Linked DNA regions of Sus scrofa: all the other regions are linked to region 1. A link is a contact called in public HiChIP or PLAC-seq data. All regions are on one chromosome and are shown on one strand. The core of a region is the stretch at or near the end of the contact, and the rest is flanking DNA. Distances in the headings are between cores, read along the strand shown.

The links. HiChIP or PLAC-seq counts read pairs in DNA pulled down with a chosen protein or histone mark.
Region 2: a contact with region 1 is called in an H3K27ac HiChIP or PLAC-seq map of alveolar macrophages. The contact joins two enhancer-like sites. A contact is called at or near these places in 1 of 47 Hi-C or Micro-C datasets (embryonic fibroblasts) and 1 of 2 datasets of contacts at active chromatin or transcription factors (alveolar macrophages).
Region 3: an H3K27ac HiChIP or PLAC-seq map of alveolar macrophages shows a contact between it and region 1. The contact joins two enhancer-like sites. A contact is called at or near these places in 1 of 47 Hi-C or Micro-C datasets (embryonic fibroblasts) and 1 of 2 datasets of contacts at active chromatin or transcription factors (alveolar macrophages).
Region 4: a contact with region 1 is called in an H3K27ac HiChIP or PLAC-seq map of alveolar macrophages. The contact joins two enhancer-like sites.

What each region holds. Positions count from the first base shown.
Region 1 is chr16:25,465,298-25,468,081 of Sscrofa11.1, reverse strand. The region is part of intron 1 of LOC106506472 (a long non-coding RNA gene); the gene reads left to right. Among named protein-coding and RNA genes, the nearest start is that of PTGER4, 200 kb to the left of the region's middle. Within about 2 kb of position 1,336, at least 7 of the 83 cell types and tissues checked have an H3K27ac peak or open chromatin away from gene starts, as enhancers often do. A contact at or near this core is called in alveolar macrophages, where this site is marked.
Region 2 is chr16:25,191,070-25,193,853 of Sscrofa11.1, reverse strand. It overlaps LOC106506472 (a long non-coding RNA gene), which reads left to right. Exons shown (of 3, transcript XR_002339539.1): 3 at 1,263-2,784. Among named protein-coding and RNA genes, the nearest start is that of DAB2, 420 kb to the right of the region's middle. Within about 2 kb of position 1,448, at least 3 of the 83 cell types and tissues checked have an H3K27ac peak or open chromatin away from gene starts, as enhancers often do. A contact at or near this core is called in alveolar macrophages, where this site is marked.
Region 3 is chr16:25,731,124-25,733,907 of Sscrofa11.1, reverse strand. The region is part of intron 2 of TTC33 (tetratricopeptide repeat protein 33); the gene reads left to right. Among named protein-coding and RNA genes, the nearest start is that of TTC33, 9.4 kb to the left of the region's middle. Within about 2 kb of position 1,422, at least 6 of the 83 cell types and tissues checked have an H3K27ac peak or open chromatin away from gene starts, as enhancers often do. A contact at or near this core is called in alveolar macrophages, where this site is marked.
Region 4 is chr16:25,208,565-25,211,348 of Sscrofa11.1, reverse strand. The region is part of intron 2 of LOC106506472 (a long non-coding RNA gene); the gene reads left to right. Among named protein-coding and RNA genes, the nearest start is that of DAB2, 430 kb to the right of the region's middle. Within about 2 kb of position 1,383, at least 1 of the 83 cell types and tissues checked has an H3K27ac peak or open chromatin away from gene starts, as enhancers often do. A contact at or near this core is called in alveolar macrophages, where this site is marked.

The DNA of each region.
Region 1 (2,784 bases), core at 87-2,586:
GGAATGAAAACAACAGTTCTTTGTTTTCCCTGTGAGATCACCAGCTGATGATGGGAGAAGCAAAAGCTGGTTCTGTGGCTAATTTCTGTTGGGAATGCTTTCAGACAGGCGGAAATTTGAGGAATTGAAAAGAATAGCTAAGTAACAAGAAAATCCCTACTAACAACCCCTCCAGACATACTCAGGGATCCCAAACAAGCGGAAAACGAGGTTTTCAAAGTGAATTTCAAAGGAGTTTAATCAGAATGAGGAAGTCCCAGAGTGAGATGGGGGAGAGGAGTTATGTAGAAGGATAAATTTTTTTTTGTTTAGTTAATTAATTATTTTAATGGCTGCACTTGTGACATACGGAAGTTCCTGGGCCAGGGATTGAATCTGAGCTGCAGCTGTGACCTATGCCACAGATGCATCAATGCTGAATCTTTAACCCAGTATATGGGGCCAGGGATCGAAACCACAACTTCTCAGCAACCTGAGAAGTGCTGAGTGCTGTAGTCCCATTCTTGACCCCCCCCTCCCCGCCCCCGTGCCATGGCAGGAACTCCTGAAATTCTATTTTGAAAGGGTCATAAGGGAATAAAATAATAAAATAGGGCACTGATAGGCTTAAAGAAGTTATGCGGTCCATAGTTAATAATTTTAAAAATTGACTGTATATTGAAATAATATTTAGAATATATTAGGTTAAATAAAGTTAGTATACCTGCTTTTCAGGAACGTTCTTTACTAGAAAATTTAAAATCGTACATGTGGTTCACATCTTTGGTTCACATGATTTTTCTTTTGGATGGTGCTGAGCTGGGCACTGCAGAGCTTTGCCTTCTTGGACAGGTCATTTAACTTTCTGGGCTTTAGCACAAACATCCCTGAAGGGCAGGAGATAAAAAGCGGCCAGCTAGACCTGCTCCTTGTATGCATTTCTAATATTTGCTTAATTTCTAAATTTGAGTCCTTTCTCTGGTAGATGTTTGAGCATTGAAACTGTTTGTTATGTACAACTATTTTATATTTCCAAATCTATGTCACAGTCTCTACCACTTCAGATCCTACAATTTTAGCTAACTTGCAAATATTCTCTAAATACGGCCCATTGTTTGTGACAGCTAGATAGAGGAGGGTACCCCCAATATCTTGGGAAACCCAAGGGTGGAACGTATAGGGCAAGGGTCACAGAATGAGTCAGGGCCTGAGCCAGGATTAGCATCTCTGTGACTCATGGTCGTATTCTAACCACCAGACAACTCTCTTGAGAAATACTGAGGGTGATGGCCCTTTCCCCGACCAGGGTACCAAGGATTGCTGAATCAGTGTTTGTCAAGCTGACTATGTAAGTGATAAAAGCTGGGTGGGAGCAGCACAGCCAGTGGATGTTAGCCTGTGGTGCTAGGATATCTCTGAACTACTGAGAGGAACCATCACTGGTTTGGTAAGAAACAGTGTGAGGAGAACCCACTGATGTTATCGCTATGGTGAAACAGGGAGGAAATCCCACAGCAGAAGTGAAAATGTTACTTCCTACTTTTAACAGTATTTTCAAAATGGAAGCATCGTATTTAGAGAAATAACTTAATAAGCCTGATGTAGCTTTACAAAGCTGAAGCTTAGCATGATTGGGTGGGAGTTGGAAGAATTGCGTAGACTCACTCGTATGCCAAAAGGAATTTGTGCAGGTGTGTTGTCACCTGACCAAGGTAGCTACACCTATGCCGAAGGCATATTGAAGTTTTTGAAGATCATATCTGGCAGGCTTTATTCCCATAATACTTTATACACAATTTTTTTTTCTTTTTTTTGTGGCAGTGGCCGCAGTGTTGTAGTTATGTGTCAACATCCATGTCTTTGGCTACTCTTAGCTTCTCAGGGAAGTTACTGTGTATTTTTCCTCCCGTTTCTCCAATACTAAACAGTGTGTGCTACCCAGGCAACGCTAATTAAGGTGATACATCGAATGGGTCTTATTTATTTAGGCTTAAAGGCAGAAAGAAGGAAAAAGAACTTGGGATGCACAGGAGCTTTTACTGAAAGAGATGAGTAGGTAGGGAATCTGACTTCCTAATTTGAAATTTCCTTCTACCCTGGAAGAGGGTAGAAGGAAGATGACTTTAGATATTTTGAATATGCAAATCTAAGCTTGCAGTTTAGCTTGAGGTAGACAGTTAAGAACTCAAGTGTTCTGGGTCAGAAATGAGTAGGATTGAGATGCTAGAGACTGGCAGCTAGAAAAGAGAAGGGAAGGGTCTGTGTCTGTGGAAGGCAGAGAGGGTGAGGAGATGGTACGGAGTAGAGAGGGGAACAGCCTATAGGAAAATGATTTATTGCAGGAAATGGCTATTGGTTTTTTTTCAATGTTGAGGCTAATATTTTAAGTTTTTGTATTGTACATATAATTTTGTAGTGTATTTTAATCTCTGTCTATAACCCTCAAAATTTGGTGAAAGTCTGCAGCATAGAATTTGGTTACACACATACATGCACGCATGTGTGCATGTGCGCATGCACGCACACACACACACACACACACACACACACACACACACACACACACAAATCTGGGGGAAGGTAATCCAGGGATGCTGTTGGCACCCAGGATGATTCTATTACTCTCTTCAAAACTGTAAGATTCTGACCTCTTGCTTGCCAACTCATGGTCACAATATGGCTGCTGCACCTTCAAATTCATATACATGTTCCAGGCATATGGATAAAATGTAATGGGCCCAAGGGGAATGTCAGCCAAATCTCTCTATCTTAAAAGATTTTTCTTAAAGCTCCACTCAGCAATTT
Region 2 (2,784 bases), core at 199-2,698, 270 kb after region 1:
AAAGGAGTTGGAAAACACTGAGTGATCTGTATGGAGAATCCATGAAGACCAACAGCTATGGTGTTTCTTACTTGAGAATCAATTTCAGTGTCTACTATTTCTAGTTTTTGCTCAACTAAAAGCAACAGAGGAAAATTCTCTCTCGAACAATAAACCACAGAATTAAAGGGAAAAAAATCATTTTGGGAAAAAAAGTCAAGATGCCCATAGGCAAGTAGTTTTTTCTAACTTTGCAAGGGCTTTGGTGCATTCTGTTTGGATTAGTTACTTAATACAGGAAGAAGATCTCAAGTAACAATGTGTTGCACAATGTTCTTCAGGAAATCTCATGTTAAAAGTAATGCCACCACCAATGTAAAGTGGCTTTTATTTCCTCAGCAGAGTTTATAAACTGAATTTTCTTCCAGTAAATATACTGCAACAGTAGTTGTGAGAAGAGAAGAAGCGACAGCTCCCTAGCACTTCCTGACACTAAATAAAACAAAATTCCAAATCCTCAAATATTGTGGCTGTCTTTCCTTCAGTAATAAATAAATTAAACTCTGTTCACTTGTTTGCTAGCATTCCAGTAAGAAGAATAAATTCTAACATTTCAAGTTTTGGACTTGACATTTGAAAAGGTAGTTGAAAAAGATATTGATGCTCATCATGTGTTCTTAGGTTGATATTTTGTATTTGTAGCCTTTCTATATATTGGATATTTCATATTTGTTGTTTAAAAGAGAAAATGACCCCATGTAGGACAATTATAACAGACCTCTAAATTTGCCATGATCTTAGATAATCAATCAGGCAGCTGATATATGAATAAGTGGATCGTTTTTCTACCACTGATAGACTGGGTAAATTTACTGATTAAATGAAATCAGTTAAAAGTGTAAAAAACTGAATTATTGGACTTAAGGATGGTCTTCAATTATATGTTCTTCTCTGTTTTAAGTTTGGAACCAGAGTAGAACAAATGGAGGTCAAAGTAGCAACTAAGCTATGTGACTTCAGTGTGTGACTGCAAGCAGAATTCCTCTTCCCTGGATCTTAATCTAAACCTTAAGATGAGTACAAGTGTGTTTGTTTAAAAGTAGGTACACAGATCCTTTGACATTTCTCCCTTCAAAAAGTAGAATGTAATTCTTCTCCCCTTGAGTGTAGAGAGATTCAGTGACTTGCTTCCAAAAAAGGAAAACATGGCAGATGTGATGCCTGTGACTTCTGACACTCGGTCATAAAAGGCATTGTCATTCCCTCCTTGTTCTTTCTTTTAGACCTTTCACTCTGGGGAAAGACAGCTGCCATGTCGTGAGGACACTCAACCAATCTACAGCAAGGTCCACATGGTGAGTAACGCGGCTTCCTGCCAACAGCTGTGTGATCGAGTAACTTGGAAGCAAACACTGAGAACTCTGGCTCTTATTTAAAAGCCCGTGAGTAATTACCAAGGCTTTAACTGGCAGGTCTGATGGGAGAAAGCTGCCCTCTCTGGGCCAGACCTGTGTACAACTAGTGCATTACAGCCTGTGAAGAGAGCTGCAGTCAGCCATTCAGGTTTCCTGGCCAGTCATATTCTTCACATATTTGATTTCTTGGTTTTGATGGGCACCCGCATTCTGAGGTCTCTTTATCTGAGGTCATCTCCAGGTACCTCTGCTGAGGCCTCTTTACTGGGGGGAGGAGGAGGAAGAAATCTTGAATTCACCGAGGACGGTGTTAGGAAGGCTTCTCTAAGGAAGTAATAAGTGAACTCAGATCTAAATGATACTAAGAGCTAACTAGATGAAATAGGAACTTGTGAATAGGTAAAAGGGGTCTTAGCCTAAGGAGTAGCATGTACTCACCCAGAATTCTGGCCTCATGACTGTGAGGCTTCATAATGTAAGTAGGGAGAAAAGCAAGATGAACTAAAATCATCTCCAGAACGCTGACCTAGGCACTGACCCCAGTGTGCTTGCTTTTTGGAAGCAGGAGGTGCACAATGCATCCTGTTTCTTAGCAGGAAGAGTCTAAAGAGTGAGAAGAAAAGGCTGAATTGTATATATTCAGTTCTTTTCTCAATCTTACCCTTAAGAGTGACATACCTTTTCACTAGAGGGGGCAGATAAGGGAAAACAGCTCCACCAATGGACCACATAGGGCCTTAGTGAGGTTGTATTTTTCCACGTGTTGTTACAATGATCAGCATCCTGAGGACATTTTATAGGTCATAAAATCAGCAAGTGTTAACTGTGATAATTTGGACACCAGTGATTTGGGCTCTTGGCAGGGCAAAAAAACATGAAGCTTTTGATGAATAAGATTATGGACATGGTCCTTGATCAGGAGCAGATGGTTAAATTTGTTGCTGTAATCAGTTTGTCTTCAATTCAATGCCGATTTATTTGTGGTCATTTCATTGTTTTCTCCACTGAGACATTAAAAGACTAGTAATTAACTTGAAGGAAAAAAGAAAAGTGTGAATTCCATAAAAGTACCTTCATTAAGTTCTTTATATTCTCTTCTTCATCTGTCATGATAGTACATTGAACTACGTATTCCTTATATCTGTTTAACAAATGTGTATTCGAGAACTACTGTGTGTTGAGCTGTGTACTAAATCTAGTGAACAGAATGCTGGGAAAAACAGAAAAAACATTATTTCTGAAGTCAAAAAGCTTATACTCTACTAAAGAAACAAATATCAATAGAATAATTCCAAAAAAGTAAATGTAAAATTATACTTGTAATAGCTGCTAAGAACAGATGCATGGTACTGTGGTAGCCACTAAGAAGGGATTTGACTTAGATGGGGAG
Region 3 (2,784 bases), core at 173-2,672, 270 kb before region 1:
GGGGTTAAGGATCCAGTGTTGCTATGAGCTGTGGTGAAGGTTGCAGACACAGCTTGGATCCCACGTGGCTGTGGCCTAGGTCGGTAGCTGTAACTCTGCTTCGACCCCTAGCCTGAGAACGTTCATATGCTCTGGGTGCGGCCCTAGAAAGACAAAAAAAAGAAAAAAGAAAAAGAAACCAAATGTGAAATAATGCTTAAACTATAATAGCACCTCAAATTGAGAGTGCGAGATAGAAACTAAATCAGAGTCAACGACAGTAAGCAGCTTAACAGCCTCAAGTTAGACTACGAATTCTCATTTGTGATGTTTTAGGCACAAAGATTTTTCTCCTGCAGAACTTTGCAAAATTGGCCATTCTGTCTTAGTCAGAGGAAAACCAACTAAATTTTCCACATTTATGAAATCATTTTCAGAACATCCATAAAACATCTTTAGAAATTCCTGTAAGTGCCTGTTAAAAGTTCATTAACTTTGTTGTTTTTATCTGTTTTTCTAGACCACACTAGTGTGTAGAATGGAAAAGCTATTCACTTATTGCCATGGGATCCCCTTTGAATTTCCTGTGGTAGATGAGAGATAGCAACTTTGTGGATAAACAAAATAACTCTTGTTGTGTTTTTTTGTTATGTTTTTTTTTTTTTTTTTTTGGCCTGCATGTCAAAACATTGAGTCATTTCACTGAAGTCAGCTGGATTGAATGCTTTATTTTGAATGGACAACACTGTGAGATGATTAAGTTTTTTTTAGCTCTTTAGCATTTGTTTTGGAGAAATGTATGCACAGCTTTAGAAGATAACAGAATTAAAGGAATCTGGTAGAAACGAGTGGTTCAGCTATTCTAAGCCAAAAATAAATGGAAATAATAGTTTAAAAATATCTAAGAGAACATTAATTTTTGTGTGTGTGGTAATTTATTTTGTTTTTATTTTTCAGTAAAGTTAGTTATTTGCTGCATAGTCTTGTCTGAAATTAACTGAGAGAACAGTAAACTTGATTGTGAGGAATAGAAAATAAACAAGGAAGAATAGTGAAGTTAAATTAAAAATAAGGAGTTCCTGTCATGGCCTAGTGGAAATGAATCTGACTAGCATCCATGAGGACACAGGTTCGATCCCTGGCCTCACTCAGTGGGTTAAGGATCCCACCTTGTCGTGGCTGTGGTGTAGGCTGGCAGCTACAGCTCCGATTTGAACCTTAACCCGGGAACTTCCATATGCTGCAGGTGCAGCCCTAAAAAGACAAAAAATAAAAATAAATAAAAATAAAAAATAAAACTCAGTCCCTGTCTTCCAAATCAGCTTCATCTTAAACCATCCTCATTTTCACTGTTTTTAGCCACACTGGCCTGCCCTTTGAAGAGCTTTGAATACAGCCCTATTGGACAACTTTGTCTTGTGACTCTGTCTGAAAAGCTCTTACTTCCTGTTTTCTGGTGTCTATCATCTTGTCCTTCAGATCTCTGCTCACGTGTGCTCTTCTCAGTGAGCCCCTCCCTGCCTCCCCAGTTTGTGAAGTAGCACCGCTGCACACCCTCTTTCTCCATCACATTGGCCTTTTAAATTTTCTTTCAGTAGGTTTCCCTTTTTGAAATTATCTTATATGCCTGCTTGTTTGTCTCTCTTCTTCTTCTTCTTTTTTTTTTTTTTTTTTCTTTTTTGGCCACCCCACAGCATATGGAGTTCCTGTGCCAGGGATCAGATGTGAGCCACTGTGCTGGTCCAGGGATCGAACTTGGGTCCCAGTGCTCCAGAGATGCCCCAATCCTGTTGGGCCACAGTGGGAACTCCTCTCTCTCTTCTGTAGAAACGTCAGCTCCAGGAATGTAGGGACTTTGTCTGGACAAACTTTTGGACTCTATCTTAAGCTCTTAGAACAATTTGTGGCACCTACCAGGCCCTCAGTAAATACTTATTGAATATTTATAAGGCTGCCTTGTCGTGCTATATTATGGCTAAGTAAGTTTTTGTACATTAACTACTATATATTGCATTGTATCTATAGGAATATACATTTTCCACTCCAGATTAGAACATAGTATTCTGAGAACATATTTTATCTCTGATTCCCACCACACAGGGCCTTAGGGAACAGAATTTTCCCACCTTCCTCCTGCTTGAGAGTATGACACTTAGTCTCGTTCCTTTCCCTGTAAACCTATGATGGTGAGGATTAAGCAACAAAATATGGAACAGCTTTGAACTTGGAATGCGTGACGATCCTTAGAGAAGGTGGAAAAGTCGGGATGCCTCCAGAGGAATTGCTAGAGAAGGCAGGAGGGAGGAAGGTTGATGGATGGAAAGGAGGGAGCTCCTTCTACTTTCTGGGATACATTCTTTTGCCTTGTGATTTTCTTCTTTTTAGCCTCAAGATCTTCTCATTTAGTTTTATTTGGCCATCTAACAGCTTTGTTTGAGCACATTGAATACAGCATGTGAACCAAGTGCATTAATGTCATTCTTCCTCCAAAGGGGGCACAGTTCTTGAGCACCAGTCTCCTGCCATCCAGTTTCCTTCATGAGTAGCCATCTATAGTCTTAGAAAACTTGGTTTGCAGTGGAATGTTTTTTAAATTCTGAAGTTCTGCCTTGTATAGTGTTCATGATTCTTTCTAACCAAAGACTGGTTTACTTTTCTACCCAAGCCCTAAGTAATGTTGGTGTCTTATAGTAGAGTGAGTCTAGTGATTACAGGTCTGGATTTTGAAGTCATTTTCATTTTGTTCATATCCTAGCTTTATCATTTGTATTTGTATAAATTTTGGGCAACCTTTTAAGTGTCAGT
Region 4 (2,784 bases), core at 134-2,633, 260 kb after region 1:
ACAAAGCTCCTTGATTTGTTCCACATGTTTCTAAGGCTGACCTTGAATTGTGCTTATAGATGGTAGTGTAAATGCTCCAGTTAAATTTACTTTAATGAAAAGAAAGGAAAGCCAAGGAAAAAAATCCAGCTGAAAATTCACTTTTTTATTTGTAGATTTTAATTTAGTGTTTAACCTTTTGAGTAATTTTTTACCACATGGACTTCAAATTTATTTCTTCCAAATGATATGAATATACTTTAAAATGCATCTTACATCTTAAATTACCTTTTCTTTCTTCTCCATACACAGTGCAGATAATGATATGACTGTGTCAATTTAATTCCTCCCCCAGGCATGGCCTGATGGGTCTTTTCTTCTCTTTAGTCTCTCTTCACCTGCCCTTGTCCCTTATCATGGAATTTCATTGCTAACAGCATTCCCTTGTTTTTAGAAACAGAAGTAATTATAACTAAGCCTATCCATTAAAAAAATCTATTTATAGTGCTGGCAATAAGGTTTAGGGAATAGCTGAGTCACAGAGCCATTGAGAGAAATTTTCTTTGGACATTTCATTTTACCAATTTCCCTCTGTTGGTTTTCCTTACCAGCTACCCGGATGGTGCCCTTGCTGCCCAAACAACATTTTAGGTAAATTTAATTCTTCTACTGATTTTCAGATGTCTTGGCTTTTTCCTTCTTTACTTTTTTTTTTATCCATCTTTGAAAGGTAAGTTCTTGAACATTATTTCCTAAGAGGTATCTACTTATCAAGTCAAGTTCTGCAGGAGAAACTTTTATGTAACAACCTCTAACATCATCGGGACCAGAAAGGCTGATAGCAATTTCCAAGTGATCTTCTGTTTATTTATGTATTTTTTACCTGAAGACTTGATCAAAAATTACTTATGTGCTATGCCTCTCTCTCTCTCTCTCTCTCTCTCTCTCTCTCTCTCTCTCTCTCTCTCTCTCTCTCCTCTTTTCTAGGACTATACCCGCAGCATGTGGAGGTTCCCAGGCTAGGGGTTTAATCAGAGGTGTAGCCACTGGCCTATGCCACAGCCACAGCCAAAGCCACAGCCACAGCCACAGCCAAACAGGATCCGAGCCATGTCTGTGACCTACACCACAGTTCATGGCAATGCCAGATCCTTAACCCACTGAGTGAGGCCAGGGATTGAACCTGCAACCTCACGGTTGCTAGTCAGATTTGTTAACTGCTGAGCCATGACGGAAACTCCTCTCTAGATATTTTTGACTGTAAAAATAATTTCAGCTTCTAAGAGACCTAGATTATGGTTAGCCATCTGAGATCCTAATAAAATACTTATAGGCTGTTCCAGCCTATTATTGTTTCGATAATAGGATGATATTACGAAACCTAACAGTTCAAGTTTAGCCCTGCCACTCCTTACCCTATTCAGATCCTCTTCCTTTACTTCCTTATGTCACATCATTGAGTCACCCTCATCTCAATCAAGCCATAATGAAAAATCTTGAGAAATTTTGCTTCCTTTATTTCTTTTTCTCATTCTATTCAATCCATTGCTGAGTCCACAAGTCTCCTGTTTTCTTGTATCTGTGCTCTCATTTACAATCCCACTGTCATCATCATAATGTAGACTCTCATTTTCTATGGCCAGAAAAATTACGAACTCATCTCTCTGCCTTCAGTTTCTGTTGTACAACAAAGTGACACAATCACATATAGTTCCCTGTGCTGAATAGTAGGAGCCCATTGCCCATCCATTCCAAATGTTACTTACAGTTTGCATCCACCAATCCCAAACTCCCCATCCACCCCACTCCCTCCCTCCTACCCCCTCACTCACCCCTGGCAACCACAAGTCTGTTCTCCATGTCCATGAGCTAATTTTTTTTTTTAGATAGGATCATTTATGTTGTATTCTAGATTCCATATATGAGTGACATCATATGGTATTTGTCTTTCTCTTTCTGACTTACTTCACTTAGTATGAGACTCTCTAGTTGCATCCATGTTGCTAAAAATGGCATTATTTCATTCTTTTTTATGGCTGAGTAGTATTCCATTGTATATATGTACTACTTTAATCCATTTATCTATTGAGGACATTTAGGATGCTTCCATGTCTTGGCTACTGTGAATAGTGCTGGAATGAACATGGGGTGCATGTATCTTTTTGAACTCTAGCTCACCATATAATATCACTTATATGTGGAATCTAAAATATGGCACAAATAAACCTATCTACAAAAAAGAAACAGATTCGCAGACATAGAGAACAGATTTGTGGATGCCAGAGAGGAGGGAATGGGATGTACTGGGAGTTTGGCATTAGTAGATGCAAACTATTACATTTAGGATGGATGAGCAATGAAGCCCTGTGTATAGCACAGGGAACTGTATCCAGTCTCTTGGGATAGAACATGATGAAAAATAATATGAGAAAAAAAAGTATATATATTTATGACTGGGTCACTGTGCCATACAGAAGAAATTGACACAGCATTGTAAATCAACTCTAATTTTAAAAAAAGAAAAAAAATATTCATGCTTACTCATAACAAATTTATTTGTCTCTGGTGAGAGTAATGGCATAGAATAGCTTATCTTTTATTTTGAGACATGTTCACAGATGAATGACTGATATTATGATAAAAATCTAGGCGATGCTATGGTTTCTTAACTTCCTGTGCCTATATAGCACATTGTGTTGTTTAAAGTCTAAAGATATTGTAAAGATATAACATTAATACAAGACTTACTAGGTAGTTTTGTCAAACAATCCTTATTATGTTACCTATATTAATAAAAGCTATAAT